5 separate regions of the Mus musculus genome follow, and regions 1, 2, 3 and 5 are each linked to region 4. Evidence: chromatin contacts called from public promoter capture Hi-C data. All regions are on one chromosome and are shown on one strand. Each heading gives the region's core, a stretch centred on a gene start, on an enhancer-like site or on the middle of the called end of the contact. The rest is flanking DNA. Distances are from core to core; before and after follow the strand shown.

Region 1 (2,700 bases), core at 24-2,523, 1.3 Mb after region 4:
AAAGCTGGAAATCCAACAGAATCTCACCTATACTCCTGGTTCGAGAGACTACTACATTAAGAACTTTTGCACGAAAGAAAGTACTGAGTAATGGATTTTGAACAAATTACATTTTACACAACAAAAGAATGAGTGGGAGGAACCCCCTCCGTGTTTTCTTAGGAGTTCGACCTCTCGGTAACCACTACTTAGCTGAATTCTGAGACAGAAACAAGTACTTTACTTTGAACAACACACAAAAAAAGTCCTGGGGCAGACACTACTTCAGACGCCCCATAAAACAACTCGTCCAAGACGTCATATAAACCGAGCCGGAGCCTTTATCAAAAACTTAAGCCTGGTTTATTTGGTAAGGGCCTGAGAGGGGGGCTTTTAAAATCAAAGTAAAAGCATGCTTTGTAAATGTTCGTCTTGTCAAACTATCTTGCCCATGTTTACCATTAATACGAATTCGACCGAATTCTTTCAAGCCTTTGCATTCTAGGCTAGAAGTAACGTAAATTTCGCCTCTGTGATTTACAGACCCCAGAGATGAAATAAATGAGAGTCTGAGTTTTCAATCATAGAGCCTTAAGAATTGATCTGAGCGCATTCGAAATAGATCTTACCAGGTAAAGGAAAAACACTGGTTTAAACAAGGAAATAAACCAACAAAGGCCCACAGGTGAAAAATCCTGCAATCTTCCGCCATCTCCCAAAGGTGGAGAACATCAATTCCAGAGTCGGACTCCCGGGAGGTCCTGGGCAACTCAGAATCGCCAGGAGGCGACCGCAGGGGACTGGGCGTGAGTGGGCTCCTGGGACTGTCCCCAGGGAGCTGCAAGGTAGGGAGCTCCCTCACCCCTCCCCGCCCCACCCCCCTCGCCCTCTACGCAAAGGGATCCAAAGAAAGAGGTTCCTCGGCTCCCGGCCGCGCTCCCCGGGCGGCGTGCCCAGGCCCCAGAGCTCGCAGGCCGCGCCCCCTCCCCTCCGAGGCGCCCCGAGCGCGCGCACGGCCGCGGAGCCCCCGCCCGACCCCGGCTCGGCATCACTCACACAGCCCGAGCATCGCGGCTAGCACCGACCACAGCCAGCGCCGGCGGGCCGGGGCCGCAATCAGTGCCACGGCTCCGACGGCCTCTGCCATCCTGCTCCCGCCGCTCCGTTCCGCCCGGCTTCCCGCTGCGGTCGGCTGGCTTGCCTTAGACCACACAGCTCTGTCCGGATCGCGGCTGCGAGCGCGAGGACACCTCCACGCCACCGCTCCCCGCTCCCGGCCCCAGTGGCCAACCGCCAGCCTTCTGCCCAGCTCCAGCCCCTGTGCCCGCCCCACTGCTCGCTCATTGGTCCTCCTGGCAACCTGGGAAAGAAGCCATTGGACAACTCGACTCCCTGTCAGCCCCCTCGGGCAAGGCCCCGCCCTCCGGGCCCCGCCCTTGGTGTGATCTGTGCAGCATGCCCGCGTACTGTGCCTCTGCAGCCGCATTACTTTGAGCCTGCCTGCGTGGCTGGTCGTGGGGCTGCCCTCCGGCCCACCGCCGCCAGAGGCTGCCCTCCTCTCTGAGGGGCCAGTCCCACAGTTCTCTTAATGTCCCTCCCCGCGGTCTCTTCCAAGTCCGGATATCATTTCCGACTAGGATCTGCTTGGTTACTCCTGGCCTCACTCACCTAAAGAAAAGCAATTAATTTAGGGACCGGGTGGGGGAGGGGAGGAGTGAAGTGAAGAGAGAGGTGAGGAAAGACTTCCATTCAGTGGTCGAGATAGAAAAAGACCCACCATCTCTTTGACCTTTGCCGAGTATCTGTCTTTGCCTGAACTGGATCATTTGCGTTGCAACATGAGAAGTCTCCATCTTGCCCTAACCTCTGAGCAGGCCCTTTTTTGGCTTTTCAGAGGACAGGAAAGGAATAGGAATTGGAACTCTTTCCCGCCACCTAGATAACCAGTGACTGCACTTACTGTTTGTTTAGCATATCAACGTCCCTCGGCCTATAGATGAAAAGTTAGGACGGAGGCGGTGCCTTACTTCAATTCTGAAAAGTGCCGGCTGCTACTAGTTACCCAGCAAACCCTAAAGAGAGGGAGGATTCTGAGAATGGTCTTCAAAGGGGGAAAAAGGAGGGACCAGACACAAAACAGATTAGAGTGAACGAAGAACGGGAAAATCCAAGTGAGAGTTTGGAGGAGGAAAACAAGTTTTAGGAACAAGACTATAATAGGCGGAGCGTAGTCCAGTAGACCAAAACGCGGCCTCTCCTTTCAGGATTTTGTCAAAAGCCAGTCTTAACAGTGTCCTTCCGATGTTTCCAGTGGCCTAGCCCCTTAACCTTGCAGTAGAGCAAGTTCCTAATTACTAGGCAATTGGAGAAAACCAAGAATGCATATCGCAGCTATTTTGCCTTCCGGTTAGCAGGTCCTGCCCATCGGTGGCACTTTACTTTCAAGGAGCACACATTGGAGTTTTAATAACCAAGAGTTTAGCAGGAAAGTAGAAAGGGCAAGCTGTGGAGGAGTCTGAGAAAGAAGGACTGTCTCAAGTTTGAGGCCAGCCAGCCTAGGCTGCATCAGGAGTTCTAAGGCAGCCTGTGCCACACAGTGTAGACTACCCTGTGAGACTCTTAAAACTTTTTTTTTTTTTTTGTGGCCATCCTTAGGTTATCCTGTGGGCAACAGAAGGGGAGTGGCCACGAAGTCAGATCTGTACTGAGGAGAGCACCTCA
Region 2 (2,701 bases), core at 196-2,695, 1.5 Mb after region 4:
CATATAGAACCTAGCATTACAATACATAGCAAAAGACCAAACCTCAACACACGTGAATGGGAGAGAGAGAGAGAGAGAGAGAGAGAGAGAGAGAGAGAGGCAGAGACAGAGAGAGAGACAGAGAGACAGACAGAGATCAGGAGAAAGACAGAGTAGTGGGCCAGATTGGGGTGGGGGGCTAGCTAGAGGCAGACCTCAGAATATCTTTCCAGAAATCTCCTTTAGGAGTCTCACACCAGTCCCTAGAATAGAGGCTAAGCCTGATTTTTATATCATTTTAGAGGTGTCAGGAAGTTTCACATCCCATGATTTAGTTCATCCTGGCCTACATGACAGGGAGCTGGGTGCCACAGACTAAGAGGAGCTGCCAAGGAGCTGAAGGGGTCTGCAACCCTATAGGTGGAACAACAACATGAACTAACCAGTACCCCCAGAGATCGTGTCTCTAGCTGCATATGTAGCAGAAGATAGCCTAGTCGGCCATCATTGGGAAGAAAGGCCCCTTGGTCTTGCAAACTTTATATGCCCCAGTACAGGGGAACACCAGGGCCAAGAAGTAGGAGTGGGTGGGTAGGGGAGGGGGGGGTACAGGGGACTTTCGGGATAGCATTTGAAATGTAAATGAAGAAAATACCTAATATTTTTTTAAGAAAGAAAAAAGAGTAGCGGCTAAGCACGGACTGCTTCATAACTCTGTTAGGAAGAGAGAGAGCTGCAGAGAGGTGTGGCCTGATTCAGACTATAGGATGGGTGGGGCTTAAAAGATTCTAACAGTGGCCACAGTTTTAAAACGACGCAAACACGTTTGCATACATTTTCTAACTCCCTAGGGTAGCAGAATGAAAATCCTCCACGGGCTTGGAGGATCTGCCAGAATAAATGCATGAAACCACGAATTTAACCGAGCTAGATGACTTGACAGGTCTCAAATGGACAAGGTCAAAGTCTTGAGTGGGATACCGAAAACTAACAAAGTGGCTTTATCTGAAGACTCTTCTGGGCCAGGAATTTTTAAGTTCCTGCATGTCGGTATTTCTGTACTGTACTACATATAGGCTTGCTTGCTAACAGTCAGTAAACAGAAAAGAGCACACAGAAAACTCACGTTCTCTTAGATGCCAGGCAAGCATACTCAAAGACATTAAAAAGGAGGTGTGTGCGTGCATGCAGGCAGCTTTTTTCTAGCACTGTGACTTAGGAAGTTGCTTAATTTCTTCTAGACCTCATTTATCTGTCTGTAAATCAAACAAGCAAAACAAATATCTCTTTAGGGCAAATTCGCACTCTTCACAGAGCAGATCACAGGACACGGTGAACAGACCATATGCTTCTGGAAACTGGGTTGCACTGGAGCCACGCCCCCTCTTGCCTGCTCATCTCTGATTGGCTTTCTCGGAGGGGCGGAACAACGGGCAGGCAATAGTTACCCCGGCAGAGTTTGGTCGGTGGGCAGGGACTCCGCAGTCAGCGTCATGGCTGCCCGTGCTCCTGAGCTCGCGCGTTCCCTGCTTGCTGCCCTTCTGGCGCCCGCGCTGGTGGCACTACTGGTGTCGCCGGCCTCGGGTCGCGGAGGCCGGGACCACGGGGACTGGGACGTGGACAGGCGATTGCCTCCGCTGCCACCCCGCGAAGACGGGCCGCGCGTGGCCCGCTTCGTGACTCACGTCTCAGACTGGGGCTCGCTGGCCACTATCTCCACAATAAAGGAGGTGCGCGGCTGGCCCTTCGCGGACATCATCTCAATCAGTGACGGTCCTCCGGGAGAAGGCACGGGCGAGCCCTACATGTACCTGAGTCCACTGCAGCAAGCCGTGAGCGACCTGCAGGTGAGCGGGAGCGCGGCGCGGTTTCCCAGACCCGGCAGAGCAGGAAACCAGCGTCTCCAGTTTAGCTCGCTGGGGAGAGCGTGGGTCTTAGAGATAAGACTTTTGAACCCAGCTCACATGACTGTCTCTTCTGGCCTGCGCTGGCTAGGCGGAGGTTGTAGCATCCCAGATGTTGGGGAACTACCAGGAAGTTCCTACTTACCCTGTTACTGGTCTAAGCGCTTGGGGTAAATTCTTTGCCAGTACCTGGAGCACTTCACACCCTTCAGATAGTCAGGCGTCCTCTTTAGGCGCTGTCTCTGCATAAACTGCACTCTTGTGATCTAAAGGCATACAGATTGTTGGATAGTTTAGCGTTTGGCTTATGTGACTTCGGAGATTCTCTTCCCTACCTTTACCTATCAGCAGTGGGAAACTACTACACAGCATTATAGTTGACTGCGGACCTGGCTCTGCTTACAGCTCAGGTGGAAACAGCCTGGGAGGGAAAGGCCACACAGGAGCCCAGAAATGAAGCCTGACTCGGTGGAGGGTCTGTGGCAAAACTGAGAAAGCTTGGTGTCGTGGTAAACAGTGAGCCAAGAGACGCCGACGCTTTAACCAAGCCCTTGCCATGGTATGTGCCTAGGGCTTTTCGGTTCCACCTGTTTTCATTCATTGTCTCTTGTAGTAACTCTTAGAAACAGGCATGGCTATTCCGGGTTTACAGATGAAGACATGAGGTTAAGTAATTTGCGCAAAGCCAGGGGGCCAACCCTAGTTCACCTCAGACCCACTTGTCTTCAAAGCACAGGCCACAGGACTGGGACCCATGTGCTAGAATAGAAGAGACCCGTTTTCTTCAGCCTCCACAGAGTTCTGTATTGTTCTAAACA
Region 3 (2,700 bases), core at 186-2,685, 1.4 Mb after region 4:
CTACCCTAATCAACTGCTTCCTGACTTGCACAAGTCGCTACAGAGAGTCCATCTCAGACCCCAGCCCCCCAGGTACTCAGCACTCCCAAGTGCCCAGAATGCAAAATGCAACCTTGCTACTTTAGGACAACTGGTTGAGCTAAATATGCAGCCTTGCTATTGTTCTTTTAGAGCAGACAGTGAAGCTCAGAAGAGATGAGCGGACTCAAGCCTGGAAGGGATTGAACTTCTGTGCCCGGGATCTCCGCAGACCTTGGGCTAAGGAGGAGCTCTTTCCTTTTGAGTGGGAGGAGGAATCACCTTTAGGCCTGTGGGTTTTCATCTCCTTTTTTCCTCTTTGAAAATCCCAGGTCCTACTGAGATTGATTAGAATACAATAAAAGGTCACAGTTTCTTTTTCTTTCTTTGAGTGTGTGACCCTGGGAGTTGAACCTGGGGCTTTGCCAATGCTGTGCCTCTGAGTTCACCTGCAGCTGGTCTGGGTTTGAAGGGAAACATTTCTTTGGAAATCTATAGACCTGGAGGAGGAAGCTAGATGAACTAGCTGGATGGAAAGTAGTGGCCAGTATTCTCCACTGAGGTTGGAGAAGCGCAGAGAAAGTCTGGGACTCGCCCCTGCAAACCTCTCAGATACGGCTACCACACCCCAAGGTGCACACAACCTCAGGAGGCAGGGCATCTTGGAGAGCCTCTAATATCTCAGAAATAAGTTTATCTGATCGGCGGCAAGGGAGCTTTTCAGAAAGTTTTGAAAGAAGATGTGACAGAAACAAGGGGCATCAGAAGTAAGAGAACAACTGGTCGGAAAAGCCACACTGCAATCAAAACGGGAAGCCATGCGGGCAGAGTCCCGGCTTCAACTGCCAACTCTGTTTCTCAATGCCTGAGTCAGGGTTGCTGGAGTTTTGTTTTGGGGTTCTTGGTTCACACCTTTATCCGTTTATGACTTTAGTTGTACCTAAGTTTTATTTTCTAAACCCCCCCCCCAAAGCACGTATGTGCACAGTCAGAATACCTGAACCCCTACAAAGGCCCCTCCTTCGCCTGAAGTCCTTTCCTGACAAGCCCACGCCTGCCCACAGGGGTCTCCGAGGAGCAAGGACCAGCCTTTCTCAACTTGGCCTACGCGACCTTTCGGCTGCGTGCTCCCTGCTGAGAGCAGGAACGGCGACCTGGGCAGGAGCGCTCTGACCTCCCTCTCCCCCAGGCCCGTGTCCCCGCCGGTCTTTTACCTCCATGTCCTCCAGGTAGTCTTCCTCCGGCTGCGGATACGCCCGCTCTCTCGGGTTAAGAGCCCACGATCCCCGCTGTCCCCTCGGCTCCCAGCCCGGGTCACTTTCGGGGCTGTAGCGGGCACAGGGCGAGTGGGCGGCGGCGCGCGCCTGGCTGCACTCGGCTGCGGGACTGCCCCAGCTGGGGGCCCTGCGCCAGAGAACGAGGAAGGAGGAGGAGGAGGGAGGGAGGGACCGAGGGACGCAGGAGGAGGGGAGGGGAGTGGAGGGGAGCAGAGAGGGAGGCCGGATCGGGGTTTAAATTTAGACACAAATCTAAACAGATACTGTCCCTCCCAAGGCAGGACTCAAGAGCCCGAGCCGCCACGACTCCATTAATCTGCCCAAACATGGGCTGGGCAGCGCCGCGCCCCCTTTCTCGCGGAAGTTTCTCAGGACCCTGGGCTTTGCACTTTTTTCAGACCACCTCAACTCTCCCTCTTTTAGCCTGCCTTCTTTACTTTCCTTGTGCCTCAAATTAGAATTGCCTTTTCATCCTTTTTCTCTTTGCCATTTCCTTCTTTTCATACCAATTTTCCCAGCCTCCGTTCCTCCTCCTTCTCCCTCCCCCTCCCCCCATCCTCTCCTGTATTACTTAACCTAATACCTGGCCTTCCTGTGTTCAGTAGCCTTAGCTTTGATACCTCTTTTCCTGGATTCCATTTGCAGGAAACAATTATCAGTCTGTCCATCTATTATCTATCTGTGTATGAAGAAGGAGAGGAATCCAAGCAAAGTTTCCCCAAGTTTCCTGCCGCATGCAGCAGGCTACTCTTCTCCTCTGCTCTGATGCATGCAGCTTAGGGGGTTGTGGGAATATCTGCTTCGACATGCTGCTTGCTAAAGGACCTTTTTCCCATTCCTATTAAATATAGCAAAGGGCACGGTCCTAAACATCCAATTCACATAAGGCCCCCGCTTAGTAACTCTCCCCAGGGAATGTCGGTTTAAGGCTGCGTGGGAGGGATGTAGGGACTTGAATCTGTGCCGAGGCCATTGTCTGCTGCTACTGGGTTATAGCTCTGGGTGTCTCTTCAGGGTCCCATTTCTTCAGGGAATTGGCTGATAAGGATGCCTGTGTGTCTTCTTACAGCATCCTTCAACTTTGTACTCCAAACCCAGACCTGCTATGCAAGGGAGAGAGAGAGCCAACACATTGGTGGACCATAGCACAGGGCATTGGTGCTGCCCCTGTGCAAAGAGCCCAAGAGAAACCACTACCACAAACCAGCAGAGAACTCACCCACATTGCAAAGGCTGCCCCGACTGCTTCTCATCACAGTTGGTCTATAGATCTTGACGTCACAGGCCTTCTAAATCTTACCTTGTAAACCATGAAGTCAGGGCAGCCTCTGTTCATTGAACTCAGCAGCATATAGGGGCAAGACCTCTGCTTCAGAAGCAGGCAGAGGGTGAGATTCTAGTCCGA
Region 4 (2,700 bases), core at 199-2,698:
TGGCAGTGCTATTCACATGCTTGAGAGAAAGTTCTGTTGTTATACTGACAATCACATTGCTCTCCCGAGACAGTTAAAGGATGCAGACAAGTGACATCAAATATAGGTATAGTTTTCATTGATCCATGTAGCACAAACATCTGTTTTCACTAACAATAGTTACAGTGTAGTAAAAATAAAACGAACAGTTGTATTACCTGCCTTACTAGATAATCAAGGGGGAGCTCTCTGAGTTCAAGGCCAATGAGTTCTAGGGCAGCCAAGGCAACCCAGAGAAACCCTGTCTCAAATAACGCCCTCCTACTCCAAAATAAACCCAAAACACAACCCTCCCCCCCAAACCAAAAAAGCAACCAATCAAACAAAAAACCAAATCAATTATTATCAAAACAAAAACACTTACCTTTGTTTTCCGAACTTTTAAGGGTAGTCATTTTTTCCATAACTAATGAGAATACAATCCAAGACTTTCACCGAAGACCTAGAGATGTATACATACGAAAGAATTAAAGCAATAACAATATATTCAGAGAATGCATCTACTTTAAAAGTTATTTTTTAATTGTTTCTGTCTTTAGTACCCACGTTCTTCATTATTTCCTTTTGACGGGCTGTAATGTATACCTGTTAAATAATGAAAACCCAGGCATAGGTTTAAGTGGTCTCTGGAGTCTAGACTGTAGAATAGGTGACCACACGTCCTAAAAGCTGACTGTTCCTAGATGTATACGATTCAGTACCCGGTCTAACTTCCTGAACATCACAAATCCTTGCCCTGGGAATGCATCCTGAAACTCTATCCAATGGCAAACAGAGACTTTAAAGTCAGAAACTTCGCTGGGACCATGCGATGCCGATGAGCAAGTGTCCTTGTCTAAGAAACACCGGGTGAAGGTGTGGGGAGGCATGGGTGCCGAGTTTAAAAGGAGAGGAGGTGGAAAAATTAAGCCTGTCAGCCTCATTCCCCAGGAGTATGAGCCCAAGTTTGTCCCTGTCAGGAGGAGCCTCTTCCCAGAACAACCTTTAAATCCCAAACCAATGGCTGCCGAACTCCAGCCCAGACCATCCTCTTCCCACCGCGTCCGGCACACGGGCCGGCTCCAGGACTTACCTGTGATATCCTTACTTCAATGTCCACCGCTCAGGCTCTTCACTCGCTCAGCAGCCGGCTGACTTGTAAACTCCCCTGGCACTCGGAAGCCAACCCGCCCAAGCCTCCCTGACACGCAGCGCCTCGCTCACTCTAATCACTTCCTATTACACAGGGTTTCATTTCCGGAATGCTCTTCTGAAGGACAAGGACCAACTGACACTTCGTGCTGTGTGTAAAATGAAGAGAGACAGGGTCTACTATGTATCGGCTCGGAAAGCGAAAACTGGAAGATATCTACTTAAAAAAAAAGTACCAATAGATAATGCAAGCGGTATGGACGCTTAAACTTCCGGGTCACTACCAGCCAGACGGAAGTGAACGCGTTGGAACGGAGAAGGTGGCGTCGCGTTGCCCCAGGCGATGAGGCAAAGGGTGGATCTTTGAGTGAATGGGCGGGGCCTAATTACTCCCAGCCAATGGAGACGAAGCAGCTTCGAGGCGGCGTCTTCGAAGCAGTGGCTGGAGGAAGGCGGGGCTTGCGTTGCCAGAGTAACCGGATCATTGGTGGTGGTGTAGTCTTCCTGTGTACAGGAATCTATTTCCTGTGCTGAGATCTACAAACTATGGTAAGTGTTATAGGGAGGCCCTATGAAAGGCTCCGAGACCCTGGTTACGGAACATCCAAGTCTTTGGGCGATTGGGCACCCCGCCTTTCATCACCTCTTACCTCGCTAGGAGCAGTTCCTTCTGCCTCTGCGCACCCCTTTTCTTGCAGCACCCTAATTTCCATTTTAGCGCCACTAAGACCTCAAGCTAGAGCAATGTAACAGAAAGTAAATGGGGGTGATATGGAATCTAAGAAAACCCGATGAGAATTATTTCGAATAAACCGTTTATAAGCTTGCATTGTTTATCTTTTTCGTTTTTCAAGCTTGCAGACCCTTATCGACGTGGTGCTGTCTCAACACTAACTTGGATCTGAATCTCCCTGAGTGCTGGAGTCAGTTCTCCCAAGCGGTGGAGTTCTACCTTGCATCTCCTACCAGGACCGCTTAGTAATAGCTGTCTGCTGGCTCAGCGTCTAGTTCATTTCATACTTTCCAGATCACTGTGTTTTAGCAGGTATGTTTTTCAGGATTACTTGGAGAGTTCTAGCATTCACCAACACCACCATAAATTATGACTGAATAGGAATGGGGCTTGATACTTTGCGTTTTAATAAGCCTTTAGATGGTTTTAATGTACCCATTGCTCTAGTGCACAGAGTTCTAGTTAACTCATCTTTAGTCATCTCTGCACTTGTGCGTGGTGGACGGGACAGAGCAAAATGTTGCCTTCAGGTGGGTGTAGCTGTGACTTAGCAAGAGGCATCTGCACAATGAGGCTTTCTCATTGACTGACGTTCAGCAGTCCTTTTTGTTAACCAATCTGGTCCTTTGGTACCAAAGAGACCTTTTCAAACCTTTACTTCACAGACCCAATCTCTTTCCTCCCTCTTTTCTCCTTTCTAGGCACTTGACAGAATCTAAGAGGCAATGTATTCAGTATTGGATTCCAAATAATCAATGATTTTACCTATTCTGTAGCCTCGTATTTCTACTTTAACG
Region 5 (2,821 bases), core at 251-2,750, 1.7 Mb after region 4:
ATCGAACCACAAAAGCACATGGGGCGAATGTAAAATATAAACACGGCGTTGGGCTGTGAGTGGCTGTTATTAAAGGTCTGAATTACTAAACATGAGAGGCGGGGAAAGCCAGGCGGCCATTTCAAGAATATAAACCTCCCTGAATTAGACATTATTCAAATGAGAAGCAAGTAGAGAAGACCCAGCACGCAGCTAGAAAGCACTACCACACACAGTCAGGGAGGGGGATCTCCGTGTCTAGCCACCACCCCCGCTCCCCGCAGTACAGGAGAAATCTAGAATATGATCAACTTGTCAGGCCAGCCCTTTGAGGGCAGGAGGGCAATCCTTTACGGTCCAGTTCTCGGGTGACCTCCGAGAGCTCCGAGGCCTCAGAGCGAGAGGGTCCCCAAGGCTACCAGCGCGTGGGGGGGGGGGGATGTGCGCGGAGGAGCTACCAGACCCCGCGAGCACCTCCAACCCAACTGTCCCGCGCGACCCACAGCAGCGCGGACCTCTGGGTGAGGGCCCGGGACACACGGACAACCGAAGCCATTTCCACGGAGGGGAACTTCCCCGAGGGTTCCTCCCACCTAGCCCAGCCTCCAAAGGGTCCGGGGGACCCCAGAGCGAGCTCACAACCCGAAGGCCAGCTCACAGGGCCCACGCCACGCTGCCCCTAACCAGAGACACGGACTGGCTGGGGTCAGGCCGCTGCCCCGGGCACGAGCAGGGCGCGGCTGAGGGGCCCCGGGCCGTGACCCCCGGGCTCGGCCCCACGCGGACCCCCCGCACGGCCGGGGGCAGGGCACCACTCCCCGGTGCGTCCCGCAGCGAGCAGCGTTCCCCAGCCCGAGCCCGCGCCGGCTCCCAATCCTGGGGGGGCGCCGCGCGGGTGTCCGGCCACCGGGGTCCGCTCGGGCCCCGCCGCCCACCGGCATTGTGCTCGCCGCCACCTCTGGCCCCTCCACGCCCCCCCACCGCCCGTCCAGGTCTCCCGCCCGCACCCCGCCGCGCCCCGCCAGCCCAGCAGCTATGAATATGTAAAATGTCTTTATTGTCCTCTCCCGGTGCCCCGGCCCCGCCGCCTGCCGTGGACCCGCTTAGATTCGGGCACCGTGCGAGGAGGCGGCGGCGGCCGGCGGAGGAGGAGGGCCGGTGCCGGCGGGCGGGCCGGCGCGGCAGCCGCGGGGTGGGCCGGGGGCAGGAGGAGCGCGGTGGCTCACAGCCCCCTTTGCCCCGGGTCTTCTTCCCCCTCCGCCCGGCCGCTCCGAGCTCCTTTTCCCCCTCCGCTCGGCGCCCAGAGGGGGCTGTGTTCCCCGGCCCCCCATCTCCTCGCCGTTAATTATAATAATCCTGAGTACTAATAAATTATGCTAAGTCGCGGGGGGGGCAGCGGGAGCCCGGCTCGAGTATGAATATGAATATGTAAAATGCTGTAATGATTACCTGCTGCTGCTGCCGCCGCGGCTGAACTCTCATCTTGACTCGCTGCTCCTCCGTCCGCCATTTTGAATATTTTAACCAAAATCGCCCGGTCGATAAACCCTCCCTCGCTCCCGCTCCCCTCCCCCTCCCGCCCTGCTCGCCGCCTCCCTCCTCTCCGCACCCTCCCGTTCCTTCCTCTCCCGAGGCGCGCGCCAGGGGGCGCCCGAGGCCGGCGCTGCTCTCCGCCGGCCCCCTTGGAAGAGCTCCACCCCCCTGCGCGCGCGGTGCGCACGCGCGTCCAGGCTGCAGGGACCCCGCCCCCTCAGGCTTCTAAAGTGCCCCCTAACCTGCCAATCATCTCTTCCTTGTTTTGTTTTTTTTTCTTTCCCCCTCCCGTCCGCGCCGCTGTGCGCACGCGCAGTTTTCTCCACGCGCCGGAGAGGTAGGAAGCGCATGCGCGTCTCTTCGCCCCCTCCCTCCCCCCGGGAGCGCGGCTTCACCCCAAAGTGTAGTATGTCAAGTGCTTGTTTACGTCTCGGGATGGGCTTCCCGTCTTCCGTGTTAGTCCCCTCCCGGATAAGTTCGGGGTTTCCACGGCGGTACTGTAAAAGGGCAACATGCCCGGCGTCTCGCCGCGAGGACACGCGTGAGGGACTAGCGAGCGCTCCACGGCCGCGCACTTTTTCAGGACTCCCTCGCAGTTGACTGCGACAATGGAGGGGACCGCTCCCCGCCGAGGTAATTTCCGGCCCTGTGTGCAGGTGGGGGCGGAAACGCCCTCGGCGGGCAACGGGCACGAGGCACCTGCTGGGCCACGCGCGGACGTCCCGCTTTAAATTTGAATCCGAGCTAATCCCCGCCCCGCGCCTCAGCCCACGCCGCAGATTCGGGGCGGGGCCGGCGGGCGGACTCCTGGGGGCGTGTCCTGGCGGCTCTAATTAGCCAGGCAAAGAGTCGCCTCCACTTGTCGCGCGTGCCCGGCCCAGCCTCTGTGGGAGCGGCCGTCCGAGTCGCCCGGACGCCCTTGCACGCGCCCACCCGTGCGAAACAAACAGACCCCATCTGCGTAGGGATTCTTTTTTCTTTTTTTTTTTTTTTCTTCTGGAGCACCTTTTAAAGGCTAATTGTAAACTGACCTGATTAAAACCATGCAAGTTGGCAATAGCGCCAACGGTTACGAATTCTCTTTGCTCTGTCGTTCAGTAAATACGATCGCGGGGGGCGGGGGGTGGGGGTGGTGATATTCCTCTTGTGACCATCTTCCTAAGTAATTAGCCAAAATATTGCCCAGATTGCTCCTTTATTGCAAAAAAAAAAAAAAAAAAAAAAAAAAAAAAAGGCCTGGATGAAGACCCAAATCTATTTTACTAATTCTTGACAAGTCCCAAGATTTTCCTAAAAAAATTTCTAAGGA

Evidence for each region. Promoter capture Hi-C pulls out the DNA fragments that hold promoters and counts their contacts. Capture Hi-C pulls out chosen DNA fragments and counts their contacts.
Region 1: a contact with region 4 is called in a promoter capture Hi-C map of second pharyngeal arch cranial neural crest. The contact joins the promoter of Mpzl1 here to the promoter of Blzf1 in region 4. A contact is called at or near these places in 5 of 39 promoter capture datasets (cranial neural crest, frontonasal cranial neural crest, hippocampal neurons and 2 more), 2 of 484 Hi-C or Micro-C datasets (CD8 T cells and muscle stem cells), 7 of 115 datasets of contacts at active chromatin or transcription factors (the 230-238 cell line, acute myeloid leukemia, astrocytes and 4 more) and 2 of 9 other capture datasets (adipose tissue and liver).
Region 2: a promoter capture Hi-C map of liver shows a contact between it and region 4, with 3 times the contacts expected there. The contact joins the promoter of Creg1 here to the promoter of Blzf1 in region 4. A contact is called at or near these places in 4 of 39 promoter capture datasets (hematopoietic stem and progenitor cells, liver and pre-B cells) and 2 of 484 Hi-C or Micro-C datasets (the AtT-20 cell line and B cells).
Region 3: a promoter capture Hi-C map of hippocampal neurons shows a contact between it and region 4, with 2.9 times the contacts expected there. The contact joins the promoter of Rcsd1 here to the promoter of Blzf1 in region 4. A contact is called at or near these places in 2 of 39 promoter capture datasets (hippocampal neurons and pre-B cells) and 1 of 484 Hi-C or Micro-C datasets (B cells).
Region 5: a contact with region 4 is called in a promoter capture Hi-C map of liver, with 5 times the contacts expected there. The contact joins the promoter of Pou2f1 here to the promoter of Blzf1 in region 4. A contact is called at or near these places in 2 of 39 promoter capture datasets (embryonic stem cells and erythroid cells) and 2 of 9 other capture datasets (adipose tissue and liver).

The regions. Positions count from the first base shown.
Region 1 is chr1:165,633,268-165,635,967 of GRCm38.p6, forward strand. It overlaps Mpzl1 (myelin protein zero-like 1), which reads right to left and starts at 1,274. Exons shown (of 6, transcript NM_001083897.1): 1 at 1,036-1,274. The coding sequence starts at 1,126.
Region 2 is chr1:165,762,313-165,765,013 of GRCm38.p6, forward strand. Creg1 (cellular repressor of E1A-stimulated genes 1) reads left to right here and starts at 1,446. Exons shown (of 4, transcript NM_011804.3): 1 at 1,446-1,826. The coding sequence starts at 1,473.
Region 3 is chr1:165,706,659-165,709,358 of GRCm38.p6, forward strand. Rcsd1 (RCSD domain containing 1) reads right to left here and starts at 1,436. Exons shown (of 7, transcript NM_178593.3): 1 at 1,233-1,436. The coding sequence starts at 1,238.
Region 4 is chr1:164,306,036-164,308,735 of GRCm38.p6, forward strand. Blzf1 (basic leucine zipper nuclear factor 1) reads right to left here and starts at 1,449. Exons shown (of 7, transcript NM_001160209.1): 1 at 1,112-1,449; 2 at 404-481. The coding sequence starts at 443. It overlaps Nme7 (NME/NM23 family member 7), which reads left to right and starts at 1,637. Exons shown (of 14, transcript NM_138314.4): 1 at 1,637-1,719; 2 at 2,025-2,215.
Region 5 is chr1:166,001,134-166,003,954 of GRCm38.p6, forward strand. It overlaps Pou2f1 (POU domain, class 2, transcription factor 1), which reads right to left and starts at 1,501. Exons shown (of 16, transcript NM_198932.3): 1 at 1,429-1,501. The coding sequence starts at 1,489.